Regions from separate parts of the Zea mays genome. Here all the other regions are linked to region 1. A link is a contact called in public Hi-C and HiChIP or PLAC-seq data. All regions are on one chromosome and are shown on one strand. The core of a region is the stretch at or near the end of the contact, and the rest is flanking DNA. Distances in the headings are between cores, read along the strand shown.

Evidence for each region. Hi-C and Micro-C count contacts between places; a contact is called where the count stands out from the background. HiChIP or PLAC-seq counts read pairs in DNA pulled down with a chosen protein or histone mark.
Region 2: a contact with region 1 is called in an H3K4me3 HiChIP or PLAC-seq map of leaf, with 5 times the contacts expected there. The contact joins the promoter of LOC103641749 here to the promoter of LOC103641750 in region 1. A contact is called at or near these places in 20 of 25 Hi-C or Micro-C datasets (bundle sheath, ear, endosperm and 6 more) and 2 of 3 datasets of contacts at active chromatin or transcription factors (leaf and seedling).
Region 3: a Hi-C map of tassel shows a contact between it and region 1, with 4 times the contacts expected there. The contact joins the promoter of LOC100282490 here to the promoter of LOC103641750 in region 1. A contact is called at or near these places in 2 of 25 Hi-C or Micro-C datasets (ear and tassel).

What each region holds. Positions count from the first base shown.
Region 1 is chr10:127,269,302-127,273,901 of Zm-B73-REFERENCE-NAM-5.0, forward strand. LOC103641750 (probable WRKY transcription factor 34) reads right to left here and starts at 2,284. Exons shown (of 6, transcript XM_008665082.2): 1 at 1,855-2,284; 2 at 273-706. The coding sequence starts at 686.
Region 2 is chr10:127,087,256-127,091,855 of Zm-B73-REFERENCE-NAM-5.0, forward strand. It overlaps LOC103641749 (hapless 8), which reads right to left and starts at 2,699. Exons shown (of 4, transcript XM_008665080.3): 1 at 2,389-2,699; 2 at 1,185-1,527; 3 at 1-322. The coding sequence starts at 1,336.
Region 3 is chr10:127,401,069-127,405,668 of Zm-B73-REFERENCE-NAM-5.0, forward strand. LOC100282490 reads left to right here and starts at 1,859. Exons shown (of 9, transcript NM_001155399.1): 1 at 1,859-2,196; 2 at 2,741-2,841; 3 at 2,939-3,359. The coding sequence starts at 2,071.

The DNA of each region.
Region 1 (4,600 bases), core at 1,034-3,533:
AAAAACTTTGAAAATATTTGGATGATATCATTACTATTTTCTGCTTTTGAGAAAACAAACGGAAGCCTGTTTGGAAAGAAGAGACCGCATGCTAGAACGAAAACAAAGCAGAATTGGTCATGGAACCAAAGTAGATCTTTCACGAACTCCCCCGGAGAGGTCAAAAGTTCGATAAAGCAAGCATTCTTGAACTGCCAATTCAGCATCCATAGGCGAAAGCAAATAGTAATTCTGGTACGTGTTCACGCCCTATAGAAAAGAACAGCACATACCAGGGCATTCGAAATGAAGACAGGTGACTCCAGCAGCGTTGCTGGGCTCAAGCCAGGCGGGATCGTGAGGTAGGGCGATGGAGCTCCTGGCACTGAACTATCATCTCCAGCTACCGTGCTGAAAGGCATGTTCAGCTTCGGCACCTTGAATCCGGCTCTTGCCTGCATCCTCTCGGCGAGGCTGCTTCCAGGACTGGAGTTCTGGCCAAACTGTGGGGTCAGTGGCAGTGATCGGCCTTCGTGCTGAGGCGAGTTTAAGGCGGCTGACAAGCCATGCTTCTCAAATCCGGCTTCAACGTCCTCGTTGCTGTGCCCCTCTACGGTGTCTGGCCGAACAGCTCTGGATTGGAAGACCATGGAAGATTCTTGGCCTGGATTAGGATCCTTCCACCCCATTGCTACATGGCCTTCCATCTCAGCTTGGATTGCTCAACCTAATGGGGGTGAAAAAATAGTTACGTCTCAGTACTAAGTCAATGTATGTTCTGTCTGGACATTAGCTTCAGATTTACAGAGGTAGACAAGGACAATATCCAAAGGCAACGGGAATCTGACAACGGTAGTGATATGATATTTGTTTTGATGAACAGATATCAGGAGAAACATTTTCCAGTTGAAACAAAACAAAAGCAAACGATGGATTGAAATCGGTTAAGTTCACAGGAGTCTTGAGCACCAGGATCCAAATGCATCAAGAGCTCGCGGGAGAGCGAAACAGGTGAAACGGGAGTACAGGACAGCCTGCAACAGGTTTATTTGAAGGGAAAAAAAAAAGAAAAAGGATTTCAGTGGTAGCGCTAACAAGTACCAGAGATTTCTCAGAGATGGCAGGCAATCTCCTCCAACTGGAAGAACACCAACTTTTATACTTCTAATCAGAGACACTATATTCCCAGTCCAATTATCATCAGTTTTTTTCCCACAAACTCAAAATTCTCCGTGGAGCTGATTCCAAAACAGGAACCGTGTCGATGTGAGTAAACGACAACTCATAATAACCGTGGTGTAACACGAAATGTTAAAGTCGATGCGACCGGCACACTCCCCACGAATAAATATAAAAACAAATAAAATGGAACGTGGCTGTTCCATCCCATTCACTTCAAGACCAGGAAAAAGAAATGGCATGGATCCAAATCGTTGCGTGATTGCCTGTGAGTGGGGGACTCTCCTGTGGCTCGGAGCTCGAAGCGCATACGCATAAACAACATGGAACAGCCTTTCGCAAGAGCTCTTCAGAATGATAGATCGACTTAAGATGACAATGACGAAAACATCTCCTCGAAGAGAACATAAGGGTGACGAAAAGAAGAAAAAAATACAGAAATATTCAATAAGATACTGACGACCCAGAAGTGAACGACATTGTATTTAGAAAGAAATATAGGAAATCCTGTGCCAAAATTTCTGGAGCAGTCCACGTAAGAACAGACAAACTCGGGCCATACAACGAGAAAACACGCGAGGGGGCTCGATAGGATACAACCGAATCCCCTCGCGTCGCGACAAATGGCAGGCCGAGAAACAGAGAGCTCATTTCATTGACGGAGCCACCGAGGGGGAATGGGGATGGAACGCGAACCTGTGACTGGAGGGAGGAGGTCGCCGGAGGAGCCCAGTGGTGGCGAGGCTCGCTCCACGCCACACCCCTTGTGGGAACGGGAAGGCTTCGCGACGGCTCAGTCTACCGATGGCCCAAGGAAAGCGCAACAGGAACGAAGCACAAGGATCAGGGACAAATGATGGGCACTCTGCAGCCACAGGGAGTCAGGAAAAGAAGGTTCCTCCTGCCATTACTTGCCTCCGTCTCTCTTTTCTCTCTCATCGTTCGCACAGCACGATTTGTTTTTTACGCTGGAGAGAGAAGAGTAAAATATAATAAAGAGTGGAGGAGGAAGGAACACTGGAACAGAGGCTGAGAACGAGAGAGAGAGAGAGCAGGGTGAGGGGCGGAGGAGGAGGGGCGGTTTGACCAAGAGAATGGTGGAGCGGAAGGATCCCTCGGGACTCGAGAGTCGAGACGGGCGGGTGTGGAGAGAGAAACGGACATCGTTTTATCCCTGTCGCAAACTGCATTTGCTTCGGATTTCTTTCCTTAAAAAATATAACTTTTGGGTTTGTTGTTTGTTGTTTGTTTGGATTAGAGCATGCGGGCGTATTCGGCAGCTTGTTTTCTGCCGTTGTTGGTAGAGATGAAACGAACGGGATTGATCCTAATAACCTTTCTCTCATTTTTATTTTCAAATTTTATTTAAAATACAAGATAAAAGGGGACCATCTAAGTAGAAACATCATCATATAAAGTATAAAGATAAAGTAGTATTACGATCATATTAAACATCTCATCTAGATGTATGCAAGCAATATATTATAATGTACATATAGCTACTAAAGAAAAATAATCAATTATAGATTAGTTTGTTGTGAGGTGACCAAACAATCTCTGAGCAGTTTTACTGATGTGGCATTGCCACTGTAGCACCGATTTTGTCTATTTTAGTTCTGTGATTCAGAAGTATTCAAAATTTACATATTTTTGAGGCTAAAAATTTTATTATAAGTAACTAATATAATTACTAAACTACTAAAATTTTGGTTGGGTTTATTAAGCAATTTAAGTGGCCTCTATTATGAAAACTAACTAAATTAATTTTATATTTGTTTTTAGAAACACTTAGCAAACAATAATAAATGTTGTCCAGTTTGTACACAGTCCTACTCTCATCTAAAATAACTTGCACAAATTTTTTCGTAATTTTATGTGAACTTTAAATATGGACTCATGTAATGTTCACAGAAACATTTGTGTAAGTAATGAGTCTATATTTAAAGTGTTTAGAAAACTAGAAATGTTTGTATAAATTATTTTAGCATATAGGAGGGCTATGTAAAATTTTGGGATCTTTTCATTACTATTTGCTAAGTGTAATTGATTTAGTTACTAAGGAGAAGAAAATCCACTTTAGCATTAGAAGATAAGAAATATTTTTTGGACAAAAAAATATTAAACTCTTTTTATGTAGTTTTTTATTTTTAGTAATTAAGTTGCTACTCCTAAAATTATTTAAAAATTAGAATGAAAAATAATGCCTGGTTATCAAGTTGTAAGTAAAATTTTATAAAATTTAGATACTACCAGATCACATAACTGAAAAAAGATAAATTTGGTGTCACAGTGACAATATCACATCAGCGAAACAACTCACTAAAATCGTCAAGAAGGTTATTTTTTCGGTTTTGTAAAGTTCAACTGATTTTGAAGATGAGGGGTGAAATAGACCTCTAAAGATGAGGGGATTATGTTGACTTTTTCTTTTTGTTTCATACATTAGTAGCTTGTGTACAGCTCTTGAAGCCTAATCGTTTCTTTTCCTCAACTTGCCTGGCATATGATTCTTGCTTCATTCATAGAGTTTCAAATTTTGGTTTCACGCACATTTGTGAGTTTGAACCTCACAAAGAAAGAGATGGGCGCGAAGCTACGACAGCGTGAGAATCGGATATGGAGCGTTGGATACGATGATGCGGTATAGAGTAACCGTTGGCTCATCGGAGGATATGAAGAGTCAGATGAAAATAATAACGCAAGTAGTACATCTCAACCGTAACGTCACTCCTGGTGTACGATGACGGTAAATTAAAGCCAGAAAGATTAGGTTAAGGTACGGTAATTTATCGTTATATAAGCCGAAACATTACACGATTAGCGAGCATTGGACATTAAATGATGGAGCGGTGGTACCTGATCGCGCGGGGCCGGGCCTCTCGATCTTTTTTATGTACGCGACGAGGTGCAGACATGAATTGATAGGCTTGTTCCCGACGAGTACAGGCCCGGCTGGGATGGTGGGATTGATGTAGGAGTACGACATCCTCACCATAAAGCAAAGAGGCTCTCGTAGTCTCGTACGTGTCCTTTGTAAGAATTTAAGCAATTTTGTATTTGATTTAGTTTTCAAATTCTATCACCAATGTTCAAGGCATTGTTGGCTCTACAACCTTGATAGCTCGGACACGGATGGTACCACGGTACGCCACACCAGCCCAGACGACTCTACAACCTTGATAGCTCCGAGCAAAATGTATAAGACTGTATTCGGTGGATCGTATAAAATAGAGGACGTACAACTATAGATAACATTGTTTAACACTATTTAAAGAGCGAAGTTTGTTATAAGAATAAGATAAGAGACAAGATAGAGAATTTGTTGGAGGTGACCTAAGGATCCTCGTGTCTCAAAGACCACGGAGGTCCCATGGATCCTAGAGGGCCCCGGCCTCCCAACAGCTACAGAAGGCATCGAACGTTTGAAAGGTGTCAACGGATG
Region 2 (4,600 bases), core at 1,449-3,948, 180 kb before region 1:
CCCATCCTCTGGCGATGTGTATGGCAAAGGTCCAAGTGACTCATCTACTGGTTGGCATGACTGGAAGTTGATATTGCCTGTATACTCGTTTAAGGAACTAGCATCTCTATTCTTCACCAGACCAACACTATTGAGTTCTAAGCAAGCAGCAGATTGCTCAAAGTCAGTGGAAATATTTAATGGCTGTGACCGGATCAAATCGGGAGACTCAAATGGAGGCAATGGATCCTTCACACCGCGCTCTAGGCAAAGCTGCAATGAATGTGGATGGAAAGGCCAGCTTCTCTTGATGCCTTTGCTTCTTGAAGCAAACACATAATCTCTGGAAATAGGGGCAGAAATATGGACCCATTAGCATATGGTAATACGTGCCTAGATGACGAACGCTCAAGAATAGTGTTGCCAAATAGTGTCATTTAAACCCTCCACAATAGGTTGAAAAGAAGAGAGAGAGAAACAACATCAACGTGGACCTACTGAACATGCTGTCAGGATGAAAAACTGAAATCTCCAAAAATATGTGGCCTGCTTGTGTATCGCAGAACCACCACATATGGAAAAGAAAACATTAGTAGGCAGTGGACAAAATTCATCAGAGGAGCATCCTTTTATTTTCAGATTTTGGGGAAGAAAAGAGGCCACTTTTATATTAATCAACAGAAAAGTAAACTATACAAACAACCCCAGACAATAACACGGATTAACCCTGAAAGCAGCCATGCATACCCAATCCGACCCCTCAAAGCAGCAGCCAATAATTAGGGTGTTTGGATCCTCCGGACTAGAGTTTAGTCAAGTTTTGGATGTCAATTAGGACCATGAGCTAATTATAAAACTGATTGTATAAATTATGGCTAATTCGTGACACAAATCTATTAAGCCAAGTTAATCTATGATCAGCCCATGTTTCGCTACAGTAAACATGTTCTAATCATGGATTAATTAGACTCAATAGATTCGTCTACAGAATTAGCCACTACTTATGCAATCAGCTTTATAATTAGGTTCTGTCTAATCCTTCAAATCGACATCCGAAAAACCAAACTAAACTTTAGACGGGGGTATCCAAACACCCCCATAATCGACGCACCATAAAGACAGAGATCCAGCATCAAGAACTTAAACACCAAAAATAATCTATCTCCCAAGGTACTGAATCAAAGGTATATATATCTCTCTTTCACCTTATGGAGAACTTGGGATAAGGTTGGACCAGATCTCTGGGATCCTGGCTCGGCGGCCCCTCGGCCACGGAGGTTGCCGGATCAGTGCTCACACCCGGGCCAGTAGACTTGAAGGAACATGAGGGGCCTGAAGGCTGCTCACTGGATAACATCTGATGAACGCCTTCGCTGCTCGCCCCAGATCTGCTGCTGCTACAGTCGGCACTAAGAACCCAAGAGCTGTGAAGCAATTGGGTCTGCTCTTATCCTTACACTCCAGCATACCAAGTTGGTAAATTCAACAGGTGGAGTGCGAGAAACTTCGCTTCCTTGGCCGCCCACTATCTCAATTCTCATCAGGCACCTGCAGAAAGAAACCAAGGTACATATTATTTCATGTCCACACAACCAAACCAGCTGTTCTTTGGGAATATAATGGCATGATTTTATGCTGATCGATGCAGCAAGAGAGAGATAGATGCAGAGAGGAGAGGACAAGAGCGGAGGGAGCTGCCCTCGAAGTAGCACAAAAGCACATAAAATATCATCCCGGGGCAAGGTGGTGAACGGGCTAGTCTTGGAGCAGATTAAGGGGAAGTCTACACGGATCATGCAACTCTTGCAAAGGATTCGCAGAAAGGGAACAGCAGGAAGAAGACATGAACAGTTGCCAAGCACTGGAGGGTAGCTTGTATGGTAGTGCTTTCTTGATGGGGAAATAAATAGCAAAAGAAGAAAAGAGTAAAGGGAGCTTATTAACTAGAGATATGGCGAGAAACCAATAAAAAGTAAGGATTTTCTGTTGCTTCATCACTGGCCTAATCGGGGATTTATGTGGCTTGGATATGGACGACGAGGCATGGGAGGACGTACAGGAAGGAGTTCGAGAACGGGGGCCTAATCCGTACCAAATCTGGAAAAGGCAGATGCAGGGATCGGGAAACTTTGCCGGTAGCCAAGAACAACACAAGCAAGCACGAAAAGCAGCGGAGATCTAGCGCTCAGTCACAAGCAGTGAGAGAAGCACGCGAGAAATCCCAACTCCGCCTGAAGAGATCCATTCCGCAGACGCCAATCTTCCAGTTCCAGCGATGAGTCTCGTAAGGGGAAGCGACGCGCAAGAGCAGGGAAAAATCCAACAGAGCGGATTCAAGTCAAGCAAATCGAGAACCGCCTACGAAGTCACCGCACGTACTAACTCGGAGAACTCCGGCAGTTCTCTTACCTTTTCTTCACAGCCGCTCACCGAGCGGCGCCCGCGCGCGCGGGAGTGAGCATCCTGCCTGTAGATCCACGCAGCGAACAGGCGGGGAGGAGGGCGAGGGGCTCGGAGCTCTATGGTGGTGGTGGCTTCGATTTCTGGGGGCTGAAGCAGACGGAGAAGGGAGAAGAGAACAGGAGACGGGGGAGGGGAAGCGAGGCAAGGAAAAAGGGAAGAAATGTTTTTTTTTTGGCTTGCTATGTATTCCACCACCACTTTCTCTCTCTCGGCACCACGCTGTCTGTGTGCGAATAGCCGAATACTCTACTCGCTCGGTGGCAAGATAGATAACGCATTAGACGACGCATTATATTATATTTGATCATTTATTTTAGGGCCTATTTATTTAAGACTATAATCTATCCAAGTTTTAAATAAATTAGATTATATAATCTGATCATATCATATTATAATCCTACACAAACAAACAAACAGACTCTTAATCGGTTTTCTATAAATAATAAAGTAAATAAATCGTTATTAAAATATATCTAATAATAAATAATTAATATTTATATAACAATTTTAAAAAGGATGAACTATGTGTCTAAACGTTATAAAAAATATTGAGACAGAGAGTACTCCGAAATTGCTGCAGAAAAAAAAAAGATTAGAAGAGAGAAGGAAACGCCAACCACTCACACATAAAAGGCATCTGGTTCTCCACCAAGCCAAGCCAAAGGCGGGGCTGGCTAGCTGGCTGTACTCACTCGGTCACGCCTTGTGTTTCCAATTTATTCTGAAATATTTATAATTTATTTTAAAGCAAGTATATTTCTAGATATAAGACGATCTAGCTAGTTTTTTATATTTCTTATTTCTAAAGTGAATGGTTTTTTATAATTCTTTATTGAAACTTTAAAAGTGTATTTATTTTAGAACGGAACGAATACTGTTAGCTGCAGCCGTTCAAGAGGTGTATTTGCTTTTGAAGCGAGGAAAAAGAGGAGGCTCAGACTCATAGAGAGAGAAAGGGGAGCGCTGACGCAAGAAAATATGTGGGTTTTTTGTCGTATTCTACATTAACTATATTTATTTATATTTCGATCGTATTGAGTGCTCTTTCTCTCTCTTACCTTCTCTCTGTTGTCATCGATGGCCTTGTCTATATTTTCCACGCAACAATCGCTCTTCGCGAGGGTATATTTGGCCATTTCGAAAATTCTATTTTAAACCAACCACCACTATTCGATTTTGTTTTTTTACTACGAAATTAAGGGTCAAGATCCTTACAACGGAACTATTGATACTGCATAAATTTGCCATCTATCTGGCTTTAACGGGATTTTACACATTTTAGAAGTAATGAAAAAATGTTTCACTCCTTAAAATTTAATAACTATTTCATTAAACTAAAAAATACTAAACTAATGCCAAAGTTTTATATAAAATATAACACATCTTCTAGTTTTAATATAGAAATATAATGCAACGCTAGGACCTAGTTTTTGCCATCGAAAAAAATACAAGATGGCCTTAGAAATCACAAGTTGATAGTTCAATGCTAAGGACCCATAGTTTTAAAATTATGTAGCAAAAAATAAACTCGAACCAAAACTTCTCTTTTACTTTTAATACACTAAAGTGGTTGCTATTTATAATTGTGTAATCACTCCTCATGTTTATGGTTTTATAATGGACATAACTCTTTGTATAGACATTGAGGTACAGAGACACTTAGATGGAAGAGACCCGCTAATATGTCCATAATACCCACAACAATATGACATCAAGCTATTCCTCACTAAAGGACAAAACCTTATGCACTCCATGTAGGATTTGCAACTTGTACTTTTCTAGACAGTCCCTAAGGATCAGACCCATATCCAGAAAATATATTATAGAAAAGAGTTACATCCATGTTTACGATCGAAACCTCAGATGAAGCAAAATAATTTGAGTTCGTGTTTCCTAGTTAAATCCCTGTATAGTAATTGTTGTAGACTAGGCCGAGATAAAAAAAGTTCTGTTATAAGGATAGTTCTTTGACTCCTCATGAAGAATTCCCTCACTAGGAAACAATGATGGGCAAAAATTACCCCCATAAAGAACTAAATAGGGATAAAATTTGACTTGTTGGGCCTAAGAGGGTCAGGGACGGGGAGCACTACTCGTACCCATCCCTGTAGAGCCCATTTTGGTTAGTTCATCATGAACGCATTTGGTTGTCCAACTA
Region 3 (4,600 bases), core at 609-3,108, 130 kb after region 1:
GTCCGGTGCTCCAAGGAAGCGCGGTCTTCGGAACTCGTCAGCCTCGGGTTCGCGCGGCAGTCGCTCCGCTAAAATTCACCGGACTGTCCGGTGTGCACCGGACTGTCCGGTGTGCCAGCGGAGCAACGGCTTCCTGCGGTGCATTTAATGCGCGCGCAGCGCGCGCAGACGTCAGGCACGCCCATACCAGTGCACCGGACATCAAACAGTACATGTCCGGTGTGCACCGGACACCCAGGCGGGCCCACAAGTCAGAAGCTCCAACGGCTAGAATCCAACGGCAGTGATGACGTGGCAGGGGCACCGGACTGTCCGGTGTGCACCGGACTGTCCGGTGCGCCATCGAACAGACAACCTTCCAACGACCACTTTTGGTGGTTGGGGCTATAAATACCCCAACCACCCCACCATTCATTGTATCCAAGTTTTCCACTTCTCAACTACTACAAGAGCTAGGCATTCAATTCTAGACACATTCAAAGAGATCAAATCCTCTCCAATTCCACACAAAACCCTAGTGACTAGTGAGAGTGATTTGCCGTGTTCATTTGAGCTCTTGCGCTTGGATTGCTTCTTTTCTTTCTCACTTGTTCTTGAGATCACAACTCCATTGTAATCAAGGCAAGAGGCACCAATTGTGTGGTGGCCCTTGCGGGGAAGTTTTGTTCCCAGCTTTGATTTGAGAAAAGAAGCTCACTCGGTTCGAGGGATCGTTTGAGAGAGGGAAGTGTTGAAAGAGACCCGGCCTTTGTGGCCTCCTCAACGGGGAGTAGGTTTGCAAGAACCGAACCTCGGTAAAACAAATCTCCGTGTCTCACTTGCTTATTCGCTTGGGATTTGTTTTGCGCCCTCTCTCGCGGACTCGTTTATATTTCTAACGCTAACCCGGCTTGTAGTTGTGTTTATATTTGTAAATTTCAGTTTCGCCCTATTCACCCCCCTCTAGGCGACTATCAGCAACAAACACCCCCTATACGCCGCAGCGCTGCCCCCTACGGTGCCCCCTACCGCTGCCACACGCGCCCTCCTCTTCTCTCTCCCGCTGGATCCAGCGTGTGCTCGTCTCCCCCCTTCTATTGTGTTGTGGGTCCGACTCTAATTGTTAGTAGAAGAAATATTGATAGTGGATAAAAAGTAGTATATGAAATAATATTTTATGATTGTAGCGGGATATAGGGAGAGAAAATAGTGGAAACCGTTGCGGGAGATGAAAAAGTAGGAGGTGAAATATTGATGATGTGACGCAAAAAGTGATATATAGGGAAAAATTTAGGGGTAACCGGTACGGACAGTCTAAGGTTGTCCGCAGTCGCGTCCGCCGGGCCGCCCCCTCCCCTCGATCTGGCGGCTACATAAGCCCCCTACGGCTGCAACAGCGTCCTCTACAAGGCCCTCCACGCAGCAGATGTGAACAGGAACACGCGGCAGCCAGCGTGAGTTTGCCGTCCCCCTTCAACTGTAAATTTGTACAATTGTTTTTTAATAGGTGAATAAAAATGGTAATAGATGATAAATATGGTTGGATAATGATATTTTATAGTTGTAGTTGGGTATAGAGAGAGAATATAGAGGAAACCGCTGTGGAAGATGAAAAAGTAGAGAATAATATGTTAATGATGTGACGAAAAAAATGACTTATGAGAAGAAATTGAGGGAAAACCGCGCGGTAAAGTCTAAAGGAATCAAACGACCTTAAGTTTTCTCGAGCCAATTGGATCGGGTTAGTGGCCCATGATTGGTGTAGCTGCATCAGTTTGTCCAGTATCAGGCCCAAAATCGCACCGCACGAGAGAACCTCAGCGAAGGCGCAAAGCAACCAAGTACTACTAACACGCGCGCGGCCGCACGGCCGCACCGCACCGCACCGCACAATCGACCGTCCCCGCGACGGTCCAGACTGCAGAGAGACCAGACCCCAACGCCGCTCGCGTTCGGGCGCGGCCCTTCCCCCGCCGCCCTCACCACCCTCCCTCCCCGCCGCTTCCGCCCCGTAGGACGCGGCCACGTTCGCCGCCTCAAACTGTTGGTGCTGTGGCTGGGGCGAGAGGAGCGGCGGCGCTAGGGTTTCCCATGGACGGCGGCGAGGATCGGACGTTCAAGGCGAACTTTACCGGCGAGGGGGTGACGATGCTGCAGGACCGCGTCAAGGAGAAGCTCAGGGAGCTCATGGGCGACTACTCCGACGACACCCTTGCCGTGAGCGCCCCGCTTCCCTTTCCCACACCGCGGCACGATACCCGATCCGTTGCTAAAACCCTAGCGTCGCACATGCCATCTGTGGAATGCGGTTCTATAGCGGACGGTGCGCGGCTCTCTGGATTTTGCGGAATCGCGTTTCGAATCGCGCATTTGGTATTGCCTTTCTTTAGTATCGTGTGCTGTGGGCATGTTATGGGGTTTAGCGTGGGTTATGTGCTCCGGAGATTGGAGGCACACGATCCCCTACCCCACTCCACGTTTTATATATTGGATTGTGTAGTGGGGATAGCTGGCATTTGGCTGCCTATGCAATCAGCTACTCTATGTTCTCGAGGGAAGTGACTTTGTATTGTTGCGCACCTATCAACACCTCTGGTGTGTCCGGAGTGGAGGTTAAAGTACTTGGTTGCTTTCTTTCAGTTTTCAATATTGTGATGTACAATTTATATTGTTGGTAATTGGTATTATGCCTGTTCTTTTCTCGATGTAGCAAACCCATAACCCATCATTATTGCTGATCTATCTATATCTTGTTGCTCAGGAGTATGTTGTAGTGTTGCTAAGGAATGGGAGACGCAAGGATGAGGCTGCAAAGGAGCTACAGGTTTTTTTAGGCGATGACAATGATGCATTTGTATCCTGGTTATCTTCGTTCACCTGAAACTGTCCTGTTTCATTTTCTTTTCATGTGCCATGCATTTTCTCTGACAACGCCATGAATCTATGTACAATTTTGCAGGTTATGGGACCATCTGTCCTCAAATCTGCACCTTTATGTTCATGCTAAATCTGCCTCTTCTAAGGATGATGTTAAAAGCACTCACAGTGCTGCCAGAGGATTGCCTGTTCACAGTGTGACAAGCAGCATGCAAGTTAATCATGAACCTGAAGCTGAAACCCAGAAGACAGTGGTGACTCATAAAAAAAGAGATTGGGGTCATCAAAAAAGAGATTGGGGAACAATTGATCGAGGTCAATCAGAAGCAGTTCCTCTTAGAAGCGTTGTAGCCAATGTTTCTCATGTGGATGAAAAGGATTTTCACAAATCACATGCAGATGAAAAGGCTTTTCATAAATCACATTCTCTAAGACGAACCCGCTCGCCTGACATGCATAACCACAGAAAGAGGAGCAGAGAGGCAGATGTGCAGTCTACCAAGGTTTCTGATCCTCTTCAATTCATGCTTATTTTGCATGCTTGAGCGACATTTACAGTATCTTCTATTTTTTGTATGTGCATTTGCTAATTGTCATTCATAACAGATGGTCTCATATGAAACATATGAATATGACTAGCTTTATGTCCCTTATAGTCTTCAAAATACTATAAATTCTTACATTGTAATAGATTTCCATTTCTGTATCGCTATTACTGCCTACATATGGAATAAAGTGCATTTCCCTGTCTACACAACGTGTAGCCCGTTTGGGGTTTTATAACAATAAAACCTCGGGGTATAACTTATATAAGCCATTGCATTCTGTTAAGTGGCAGTAGCATTGTCTGCATTTTCCATTTCTGTGTGTCTGCCCCAGTATAATTTGAATTTTCCACTGTTTTGCTTTTCATGATTGTTAGTATAGTATTCTAAGAAAATGTAGTTTGTCCCAATAATGGAAATCCTATAACCTGATTATAACATACACCAGATTGTGCAAGACGAAAGGAAAGGTTAAAAGCTCATCATATTATCCTAATAAAGGTAGTACATGATCATGTGTTTCAAAGTTTAAGCTGCAAGTTTAAGGTCCTACTACTAGCAAGAAGATAACAGCTACCACTATTGATATGCAACCTCTGTTCCATTCTATATAGCATGTGTTTTCTCTTGTCACAAATTAGTAATGTTTTGGATTCTCTTAAATCAGCCGTTATGATCTTTGGTTGCGTTCTACTTTCTATGGGTTGAGTTCGGATAGTTAAAAATGGCATGAGTAGATTTGTCTTGAAATGTAGTTTTGTAAGATTACTCTTTGGCTCTGTTTTATGATTATCTTGTGATAAAAAAGTCCTAGTGAAACTTGAGTTTTGAAGATGGTGTGAACGTCCAAAAATCATTTATTTGTGTCTGGAGGGAGTATTTTGGAACCCTCTATCTGAACTATGCAAGTTTTTATGGTAGTGTGTCTAAAGAAAGGCCCGATAGCTTCGAACTTGGCCTAGAGCTTGATGTGTTGCTTCCAGCAGTGCCAACTGTGACAATTTGCCCAGAAGCCACCACTGCCGCTGCCTTTGCAACCTTTCGTGTACTCTTGTCAAGCTCGATCAAGCTTCGGGCTGCTAAGATTGCCTGTGGCACAAGGTCGTGGCACGCACGAGCATAAACAACCCTCACTGCTTCTGCTGCAGCATCATGCACCTCGGCCAGGTTCAGCGGTGCAAGCAAGCAGTGGCCAAGAA